Linked DNA regions of Gossypium arboreum: region 1 is linked to region 2. Evidence: chromatin contacts called from public Hi-C data. All regions are on one chromosome and are shown on one strand. The core of a region is the stretch at or near the end of the contact, and the rest is flanking DNA. Distances in the headings are between cores, read along the strand shown.

Region 1 (5,125 bases), core at 2,446-4,945, 160 kb after region 2:
ATTAGCTCAGCTTTCTCCATATGTGGAAGTGCATGCCTACATGTCTTCATTTGCTTGTTTAGTTATTGATGCTTTGCTGCTTTTTGACTTCAAATATAATTAATCAACTATTGCACCAGTTAAAGAATATGAAGTTTGTGGGTTGAACTAAAGTGTTTTCCATCATAACTTTATTCATGATTAATGATGAGATGAAGTTGAACGGACCTGTGATATTGACAGAGTAGGGTGGCGTGTTTTTGTTCTGAGCAGCCACATTTTCTAAGTTAGTATCAGCTTTGAATATATCTGCATGGTCATGTGATGGCATAATCTACTAGATGGACTGGCATATCTTTTCTTTTTCATTTTTTTTTTATTTTTTGTTTTCCGGAGAACTGAATGATACTAAAACTAATACTGAATCCTAGTCTCGTTCTGCTTATCTCTTGAAAGTCGTCGATAGTGTGCTCAGAAAGTGAATAAGAAGTTAACTAGATATTTAAAATATTTCAATGTTTCCCATCATTTGGGTTATTATGCACTCTTTTTGTCAGTGAGTTCTGATGATCACTTTCTGATATCAGATAATGAGAGATCCTGAGACTGGAAATTCACGCGGTTTTGGATTCATCAGCTATGATTCATTTGAGGCATCTGATGCTGCTATTGAGGTATGTTTGCAATGCCACTTGCATGCTATTTGCTACTCAGAATAGCATTTTTTATTGTTGTTATCACTGCTTCAATGGAATGTGAATATGTGATGTGATCACAGTCTACATGATTGACTTGTTTCATATATCTTGCAAAATATGTTTACTTTCTCTTCGACTACAGGCAATGAACGGCCAGTACCTCTGTAACCGTCAAATAACAGTTTCTTACGCATATAAGAAAGACACCAAAGGGGAGCGTCATGGCACCCCAGCAGGTTCATTTTTTCCTTTTTTACCACACCTGATCTTACCTTGTAGTTCCATTTCTATTACTATTATTGGTTTGGTATTTAGACTGAAACTTTTTCCTTGTAACACAGAGAGGGTTTTGGCAGCAAGCAATCCAAGTTCCCAGAAGAGCAGGCCCCATACTTTGTTTGCGAGTGGACCTCCAACACTTCCTTCTGGTCCCCAGGCCAATGGTGGTATAGGAGCACCGGTGCCGCCACGACCTTTTCCAAATGGCACTGTTCCTCCTGGCCCTATGCCAGTAGCACGGCCTCCACCCCCTCAAAATGTTCCCTACCCACAAATGCAGCTTGCCGGACAATCACCTTGGCAGGGTCAGCCACAGCATCTTGGACAACAAATTCCACCTCCAGTCATGCCTCCTCCTGCAATGCAGTACAGGCCACCTCTGCCAAACATGCCACCACCACCACCCCCACAATCAGTATCTGGTCTTTCAAGGCCTCCGCCACCAATGGGAATGGGAGCACCACATGGTTGGCCGCAACAGCAAATGGGTGGAAGGCCTCCTATGTCCCAAATGTCAATGCCACCCCCTCCCCCACCACCTTCTGCAAGTTGAATTATCCCAACTACTGTTTTTCTTCGTTCAGCACATGCAGTGCATTTTTATTTCTAGCGGTAATAGAAATGATAAATGTGGATCGTACTCTATTGATGTATTAATATCCGAAAATTAGACTCCTAAATTTAATCGTTCGTTCAATGATTGGTAAACATTTTTTGTTCACCAAAGCATGATCGTTTCATTGCAGATCAAAGCTTTTTCTTCTTTCAATGTGTAAAATAACGTACATATGTAATTTGAGTTCAATCAAGTATCCTTTAATTCTTTTATGGTTTCTGCCATGCTTCACGTAAATTAGAGTAAACATTTAAGAGTCAAAATATACTCTAGATTCTCATATTTTTCATTTTTTTATTTAATTTCAGTACTTTCGTTTGCAAGGTTTCCTTTTTACTTTCTCCATTTAAATTTAAATGTTAATACATTTAAAATTCTTTTATTAAATTTATCATCGAGTAATAATTACTTAATAATCATGTAATAAAAAATAATATTGCTATGATCTTAAATTTAATAAATACTTGTAGTAATATTAACTATTCTTAAAAATTCACAGTTAAAATAAAATAAGTTAAATACATTAAAAATTAAAGTACTAAATTATATGAAAAATTAATTCCCAAAGAAAATTGAAATTTCATTATTATTATATAATATTAATAAAAATAAAAATACATACATGTCAGCATTTTAATTATAATAACATATCTAGGTTAACTATTCCATTATATAAAATATAATGTAAGAATAATATAAAGATCTCATTATTGTAAAATTTCAATAAAAAGTAAAAGCTTGTGTATTTAAATACATGTACATAAACATTTTAATTAAAACGAAATGTTTATATTAAAAGTTGAGTTATCAAAAATTAAATTTAAAAATAAAAATAAGATGACAAAATCAACACTATTAAAATTTTCGATTAAATTCTTTGATATGGTATTTTAAAACATAAAAACAATTAATTATATAGTAATAAAAATAATGTGAAAATAATAATTAATTTTTAGTAAAAACCATTCGAAATCATCATTGAAATATATAATTTTCTATTAGAATAGTATTATTAAAAAGTTTATATTAATATTTTGATTTAAATATTTAAATCAAAAAATTAAAATTGGAGCATTTTCTAAAAAAATGAAAAACCACGTCTGAGTTTGAAAAAAATTCAACTCGATCAAATCGAAAAGCTGGGCTCATTTAGAAGTTAGTATGTGAAATTATATCAAAATTAAAATATAAAAATAAAATCTAAAATTTGAGCGGAACATGGAAATTAGAAGGATAGAGCTGAAATTTAACCATTAATTTATAACGTAAAAAGAGCAAAAAAAACAATAGACGGGTGATGGAGGAAGGCTTTAGGGCTTTCACAGATACAGCTAAAGATGTTTGTTTAGGAGAAAGTTTGGTAACAGCTTAAGCCGTGTAATAACCCTTACATATATAGAACTGCAGTAAAAAACTGAAGATAATAAACTAATGCAAGGTAAGGCGCACATGAAACAAAATGGAGGAGGGTACTTGTGAACATAGTTGGGTTTTCCATCCATGAGTTAAGAGGAAGCGTGAGTTTGATTCCTGGCTTTCTCCTTCTCCTTCACTTCACTCCCCTGCGTCTTGTCATAAGCTTCATGCATTGCACCCACCCACAAATCAAATACAGTTCAATTAAAACAAGTTTTACTTACTACTACCTAACCATTCTACTCTACTACTAACCTGGGTGACTTCCATGAATCTCCTTGTTTTTTTTTATGTCAGATATACTCTCGTTCTCTCCATAAATTCCTCCAAATCCTTCTTCATCTGATCTCGTAGCATATCCCTCTCCGAATGACTCAGACATGACATCCCTTAACACATGAAACAAACAGTTTCAAAACCACTAGTAGTAGTAGTAGACATGGGAAGAAAAAGAGAAGCAACATCTTCATTAATATATTCTAACCCAGGTTTTTGTTCAGGCTTTTCGTCTTTCTGCTCCATGCTTTCTGGTTGCTTGGAACAACTTGTGATGATTGGCCTGAAGCTGATCACTGAACTTTTATGATGACTTAAAGAAGCTCGCAGAGATGGAGTGAAAACTGCTGGTGGCTGAGCTCGAACCGATCGGATGGCTTTCATTTCCGCCTATCTTCTTTCGGGTTGTGAAATTATTGAACATTGTTTACTTAAAAGGACAATACTAGAAACCTTCTTTCTTGTTATGTTAAGACACGTAGAAAATGTTAATGGACAGGTGTGGAGTGTAGGAAATGTAGCTTCTGATGAATGTCCATGACCCAGATGGCACTCGAGGAGGGCCAATGAAATATACGGGTTCTACAGAAACCACTAGTTGCCGACACTTAGGCCTCTAATATTTCGACAAGGAACGGTGTGAACCAAGCCTGATGGATGAAGTAGGCAATCTCGGACATTAATTAAAGGGAAAAAGGATTATGATAAACGAAATAAAAAATTAAGGGTAAAGGAAAGGTGAGTTTCTGTCTGTTGACGGAAACAAAAACGACAAGGCCCATTGGAAATTGAGAAGAAATTAAAGTGACTCATTGGTGCTCGAAAAAGAAGGCCCAATATACATGGTTTAGCTGGATGGAACTTATTGCCCGAATTAAACAAAACATTCACAAAACTTGGTCTCGTGCACGGAGCTACACCGCCGTGGAAAGGAAAATGTGACAATGAGGAAATGGCGAAGGACAAGGAGGGAGGGCCTCCTAACCCCTACAAGTTTGGACTTACATTTGTTACCGTTAATGGAGGCCTTTGCTCTTGTAAATCAAAATTGATACTAGGAATTCTTCCTTCATTAGAGACAAGCCACTGTCATTGTAAATGCACTAGAGGGTTGATATTGGTGGTTGGTGCCTTTTTAGGCTTTGCCTTTAAGCGTGACCTCTGTTCTTGAGTGCTTGACTCTGTGTTCACTTTCATTGATCGGCAACTCCTTTGCTTTGCTTCTTTTGTATTATATTTTAACCTTGTAAATCAAAATTGATACTAGGAATTCTTCCTTCGTTAGAGACAAGCCACTGTCATTGTAAATGCACTAGAGGGTTGATACTAGTGGTTGACGCCTTCCAGGCTTTACCGTCAAGCATGGGCTCTAATCTCTAATACTAGCAATTCCTTAGTATCAATTCCTACAAACTTAGGGTATTACAGCAATAAAATTAAAGTCAAAAGTGAGACATGTGTTTAGATTTAATCATTGCAGTGGTAACAAAATGAAATATAATAAATTAAAATAACCATTAAAGATATTAGAGTAATATTTACGGGTAATGCAACTTATAACATATTTGAAAATTTAATAAATAACTAAAATGTTAAAATTACAAAAATATAGGTACATTATTTATATATTTATTTAAATATTTTGATTAATTAATATATAAATATGTAAATTTATTTATTATATTAAAAAATTAAATCAAAATAATTAAAAAATTTAATTTGAAAATTTTGATAATAAGATATTATATATTAAGTTAATAAATGGTAAAGAAATACAAACAATGTTGTGAAACTCCAGTGGAGAAAAAACAAGTCTGGTGCAATTAAAAGACATCTGCGACAATAAAATGCCAGAAAAAAG
Region 2 (5,603 bases), core at 2,080-4,579:
TTTCCAAAATGAACTGTCCGAGTTACATCAGTTGTTCCATCTAGATACTTCAATGATGCCATCAAGATTGTCAGTTATAGATTAAGAATCAGACTAAGAATCTAGAATAAGAAATAGTAGGCTTTACTGATGGTTTTGGTTAATGATAGAAGCAAAATATTAGGATGTGATAGAATACCTGCGCTCCTGAATCAAATAGATAAATGCTATCTGGATCAAGCTCAGCACATGTTTCAGGCTGAGGTGAGTAATGAATGACGGCCGCATTTGGACCAACCGAAGAAATAGTAGGGAAACTTAGGCCTCTAAAGTGCTGCAATTAGTAATAGAATTATTTTTTGTGGCATGATCAAAATACAAATAATGCATAACATTTTAGCAACAAGAACAAAGAACAAAGAAAAATTTTGGAACATGAACAGCTATTAATGCATGCACAGCATGTTAGCAACAACTGGAGCAAAGATGCTCATTTCACACTAAATGCTTATGAGTTCCAATTTTTCTTTTTCTTTTGAAATGCTCATAAGTTCTGACAATTAGAAAACTCTTAACTTCAAACACTATGATGCTCAAGTTTACAAAACAAAGTTGTTGCCAGTTGATGATGGACACAAAACAACACAGCTTATCACTAGTAATTCAAGAATGCCACTCTCACATTTTATTTTTATTGTTATACCAAAAACAACAGTTTGAATAATTTTCCTTATTATCACAATATAACTTTATCAAAAGTACTGTTACCTCTTTTGTTGCACGAAATCCCTCCAACTTATCACTAGCAGTCACCTCAGTCAGTTTCATAGTCTCTCTGCTTGGTTCATTCAATAGCATGAAAAAACACCAAGAGTCAGTGCACCTATAGCTCAGAAATTTTTGTCAGATGGGGACAGCCTGTTTGGTTTCAGGCTCAAAAAACAGCCAAGTGCAGGGGTGAAAGAGAGGAAATATATCAACTAGCAATTTGATAGCTTACGATCTTTTTTTGCTTCGTCCCTTCCCCTCCAAGAAGTAGCCAGAAGCCCCATAAATCTCTTGCATCTGAGCATTTGAAAGAGAATAGCATCATTACAAGCCTAACAACAGCCTAAAATCTTGTTGCATATGTTGAGAAATATTGTACTTTGAAAACATATCCAATCTAAACCAGATGAGGGTAGAATCTTAAACAATCAAATAGAAGTTTTATGAATTTGCAAGAGATATAATATATAAAGATCAAAGTCCTATACCTGTTTATCCAACCAGACAAGATACTGCACAACAGCTGCACCATCCCGGATATGTGCATTCCTTAATCCATCCAACTCAACTGGATTCTAGAATACAGATTTGAACAACAAATTAATTTAAATGGAATACGATCAATCTCAGTTTCTCTATAGATATTAAAGATTATTTCAAATAAGTAACGGCTTCTTCACTACTGTAAGTTTACAAGTAAACATCCAAAATCTAAGTTGTTCCAACTCCTAAATAAATTATTTCCAGAATATCAAAAGAGACACCAAATAAGCATATTTTATACACTTCTATAGTAAGATTCAACTAGATAGGAAGTGCATCGACAACCTTTAAGGCTTTAGCAAGGGCCAAAGGTGACTGCTGCTGGAGCATCTTCTTAGCATCTAGTTTCGAAAATAATGCATAGCAGCATGAAGCAGGATCAACCCATATAAGATCATTATTGTTTTCTTCTGCTTCACATGTGCCACTTTCACAAACACCATTTTGACCAGAACTTAATCCTGTGTCCTTATCAAGCTGATTAGATGCTAACAACGCAACATCTGAGCTCACAGTACTATACTCCCGAACTTCAATTCCATTCTCTTGTATGGAAGAGCTCACCTGCATTAACATACATGTAATCAGTAAAAACCTTCTCCTATCTTCATGCAGGGCTTGCAATAACTACTGATATGCAGAGAACACCAATGAATAAAAATTGAAAACTCCTACAAACTGAAATATGAAATCCTACCTTAGATGAAACCTTCCTCTTGTCCACATAAAGGAAAGCCGAGTTCAATGTTACAATAGCAAATGCATGAACGACTGGACAGTAAGAGACATCACTCCCACGGATATTATATAACCAAGCCACCTGCAAAGTAGGTATTTGAACTCCAAAATATAACAACTCAGCATATTCCACTCGACCAACAATTTGATAAATCATACCTCATCTAAAGCTGTGATAATAATTCCACAAGCCTTTTCAATAGCAAGCTTCTCTCTCAAATCTTTCAACTTTTCAGCAACAGAACGACCAGCAAATTCCAAGGGATGAACGATAACTGGGTTAGTTTCAGCGGGTGGCTGGTTTTTCCACACCTCATCAACCAAATTGCTTGAGGTTTGTATTAGTTTCTGGTGGTTTTTCGCAAAAGCACGTTCCCATCTTTGAGCCGTATCCACTGATACACACCAAGGATCGACCCCAATAGCTGCCTCTCTCGGCAAATTCTATATTAGTTAGTAAAAAAAAATTAGTAAGTCAAAATTTGAAGAACAAGATTGAAATTTCGGGGGGCAGAATGGTAAAACTTACATCAGATATCCAGGAATCAACTGAAGGATCTTCTCCGATTCGCATCAGTTGCCATTGATCACTAAGCTGCTGCATCGCTTGCAAGAAATATCGGCCGTCCGTCCATAGCCTTGCTTCATCTTTTGTAATAAGTGCCAAACCTGAAATAGATTTCCAAAATCAGTCTAATCTTATTTTCAAAATCAATATAATCTTTACTAATAATAATGATAAGACGAAACTTTATAAAGAAAAAAGAAAACCTGCACTTCCAGTGAATCCAGAAACAAATTCGCGCCTTTTATCACGATCAGAAACATATTCGCTCTGCAAAAATCGATTCAAAATTAAACCCATAAAAAGATTAGTTGAAATATTTTAAAGGAATTACTATTTAAAGAAAAAGAAAAGTGGGTTTACTTGATGATAATCTTCAGAAGGTACGATTAAGGCATGGAGAGGAGGAGAGTGAGAGGCCATTAAAGACCTCAAAGCAGAAAGTATTTCCTCCATCAAAGACCGAACGAGAGAGTAGCTGTTTTTTGGTTGAAAATTGTAGGAAAGTTTTCGAGTTATTCTTCAGATGGGTTGCGATTGCTTTTAAAACAAAGCGAGGATTGAGGAACCCAAGAGAATTGGGTGCTGATTTCAGGAGGTTAGGCAGTGTGTAAGCTGAGATAAGGATGTCTCGATTTGACTACAAAAAAAATAATAGTTGTATTATTTGTTTTGTTTGTGTTATAATTACATCGAATTAACTGTTACAACTTGCTCCTTGTTTTACTTTCGTATGTTCCGTACTGTCAAGCTTTGACATGATATTTTCAATGCAGATCTTGTTTTACTTTGCTTCTGGTTTTGAAATATCTTAGTAATAAATGAAGTAGCCTCCCAGGGCATGGTAATTAGATATCATATTTGGCTGAGAAAACAAAATAAAGAAATAGAAATGTTTGTACCTTTTTATTTATTTATTTACAACTTAAGTTTATTTAAATTGTATTAAATTTTATTTGGTATAAAAATTAAATATTTTTATTTAAAATAATAATTTACAAATATTATATAATTTTTATTTGTTTAAACAATATTTATCAAATAATGTCTAAAAACTATAAAACAAAATTGATTTGGTCAAAATCTATAACCTAAAATTAATATGAAACCCAACTGCATTTTGTTTAAAAATTGAGGAAATTAAATCAAATAAAACCTAAATAATATTATCTTCATCTGGAGTTACGAGTAGAGTAGAAATGATTGTAAATTGATATTTGACTCACTAGTGTTAGTGAGGAGTAAAACTAGAAAAAATTTTATGCGTCGAAATTAAATTATAATTTTTTCGATAATAAAATGTAATTTTATTATTTTGATAGTTTATATGCTTATAATTTTAAAAGATTAAATCAAAATTTATCATTTTTAAGAGATTAAAGTATAATTTTACTTATTAATTTAAAATTTTAAAATTTTAAACAACCTAAATGATTTTTTTCATTTTAGGGGCTTGCCATAGCCTTGTTACGCCCTGGTGTTAGTAGGGGATTCCATGGATGGTTTGACGAGATGAGCAAAGACATCGCTAGTAGTAATATTTTTTGGAATTATTAACATTTCTAAGCTAAGTTTCGGTAATCTTTATAATATTATTTGGGAAGTAAAATCAAGGATTTTTATTTTTTAAAAAAAGAAAAGTGCAATCATAAATTTAAAGCTTCCATTTATAAATAAATCGTAAAGATTACATTTGACAAGAGACTTCAGACATTCGAAAACAATAACCAACAAAATTATAAAATATAATTGTTACACCCGGGTGCGTCGACCCAATTGTTACCTTCCCCCAATAAGTGAGCTCCAAACCATTTTTTCTCATTTTCATTAAGCATCAGTTTCAAACACAGATAATGCATTAATTTCAACCAATAAGTAATGTTAGATGGGTTGAGTTCCTTTTAATTACCTTTTTTGCCTTTTTTCCCTTACTTTCTCCCTCTGCGTTTTTATTTTATTTTATTTTGATTGAAAAAAAAGAAGAAGCTAATTTAAGAAATTAGCCAAAAGCATTACATAGAAGCATCCATTAAATATCGGAGTATAATTGTCTTCACTGTTACAGGCGGTGTATTGAAAATAAACAGATTCAAAGCTTCATCTGCTTTCACGTTTGCCATACAGTCAGCAGCCATGTTAACCAGCCGTGGTGTGTACTGCACCGTAACTTCCCATGTTAACCAGGTTTGTATCATCTGCTCTGCTTTGTTCTTGAACCATCTTCACAGCACTTACGCTATCACTTTCGACCAACAACATAGTTAATTTTTTCTCCCAAGCTAGTTCCAGGCCATCCAATATTGCCCAAAGCCCAGCATTTAGCTCATATATTCCTGCAGCAACCTGATATCCAGCTCCCATTAGAGTCCCTGATCAGTCCGTCAGCAGTTGCCTTGCCCGAGTCAAGCTTCACCGTACCATCCGTGTTTAGTTTATACAAACCAGGAGGGTGGTACCCTCCATCTTGGACGAACCTGTACTTGTCCAGAAGGACCCTTCATGCTCGTCTGAATGGCCAAAGTGAGGGACTTCGAGTAAGTTAACCCCTCCGCTATCACACCATCAACATTACAATTTTCTTCGTTATTTATATATTTTATTGGTGTAAATGAAGTGAAAATATCTAATGATTATGATTAAAAGACTATGTTATATATTTTTAGTGAACTTTATTTACTCATTAAATATTTACCAATTTCTTTCTGTTGAACAACATCAAAACTTGATAAGGAAACCATTTATGTAACATATATAAATGATAATATTTGAGATTTTTATTTTTTTTATTTCCATTTTCCTGTGAAGTTTATTATTTGACGGGTATAACGATTTCTTTTGACTGAAAATATATTTCGGAAACGGAAAAAAATAAAAACCAGGAGTGAAGAAAGACGGCATGGAATTAAGCAAATGGAAAAAAGGGTCTGGAGTAGCGGGCGGTTCTAAGTAAAAAAATTAGATTTTTTTTTTTAAATTTCACCTAAAAAATAGTTTAAAATTTTGTTTAAGT

Evidence for each region. A called contact is a pair of places that touch in the nucleus more often than the background predicts.
Region 1: a Hi-C map of leaf shows a contact between it and region 2, with 3 times the contacts expected there. The contact joins the promoter of LOC108488503 here to the promoter of LOC108489548 in region 2. A contact is called at or near these places in 2 of 5 Hi-C or Micro-C datasets (both in leaf).

What each region holds. Positions count from the first base shown.
Region 1 is chr10:20,101,903-20,107,027 of ASM2569848v2, forward strand. It overlaps LOC108488503, which reads right to left and starts at 3,696. Exons shown (of 3, transcript XM_017792779.2): 1 at 3,473-3,696; 2 at 3,244-3,377; 3 at 2,798-3,151. The coding sequence starts at 3,648. The coding sequence ends at 3,078. It overlaps LOC108487181, which reads left to right. Exons shown (of 9, transcript XM_017791449.2): 7 at 567-653; 8 at 820-913; 9 at 1,019-1,784. The coding sequence ends at 1,509.
Region 2 is chr10:19,939,062-19,944,664 of ASM2569848v2, forward strand. It overlaps LOC108489548 (aminopeptidase P1-like), which reads right to left and starts at 3,330. Exons shown (of 16, transcript XM_017794179.2): 1 at 2,957-3,330; 2 at 2,800-2,863; 3 at 2,558-2,697; 4 at 2,188-2,472; 5 at 1,988-2,110; 6 at 1,576-1,854; 7 at 1,236-1,322; 8 at 980-1,044; 9 at 748-814; 10 at 179-313; 11 at 1-47. The coding sequence starts at 3,049.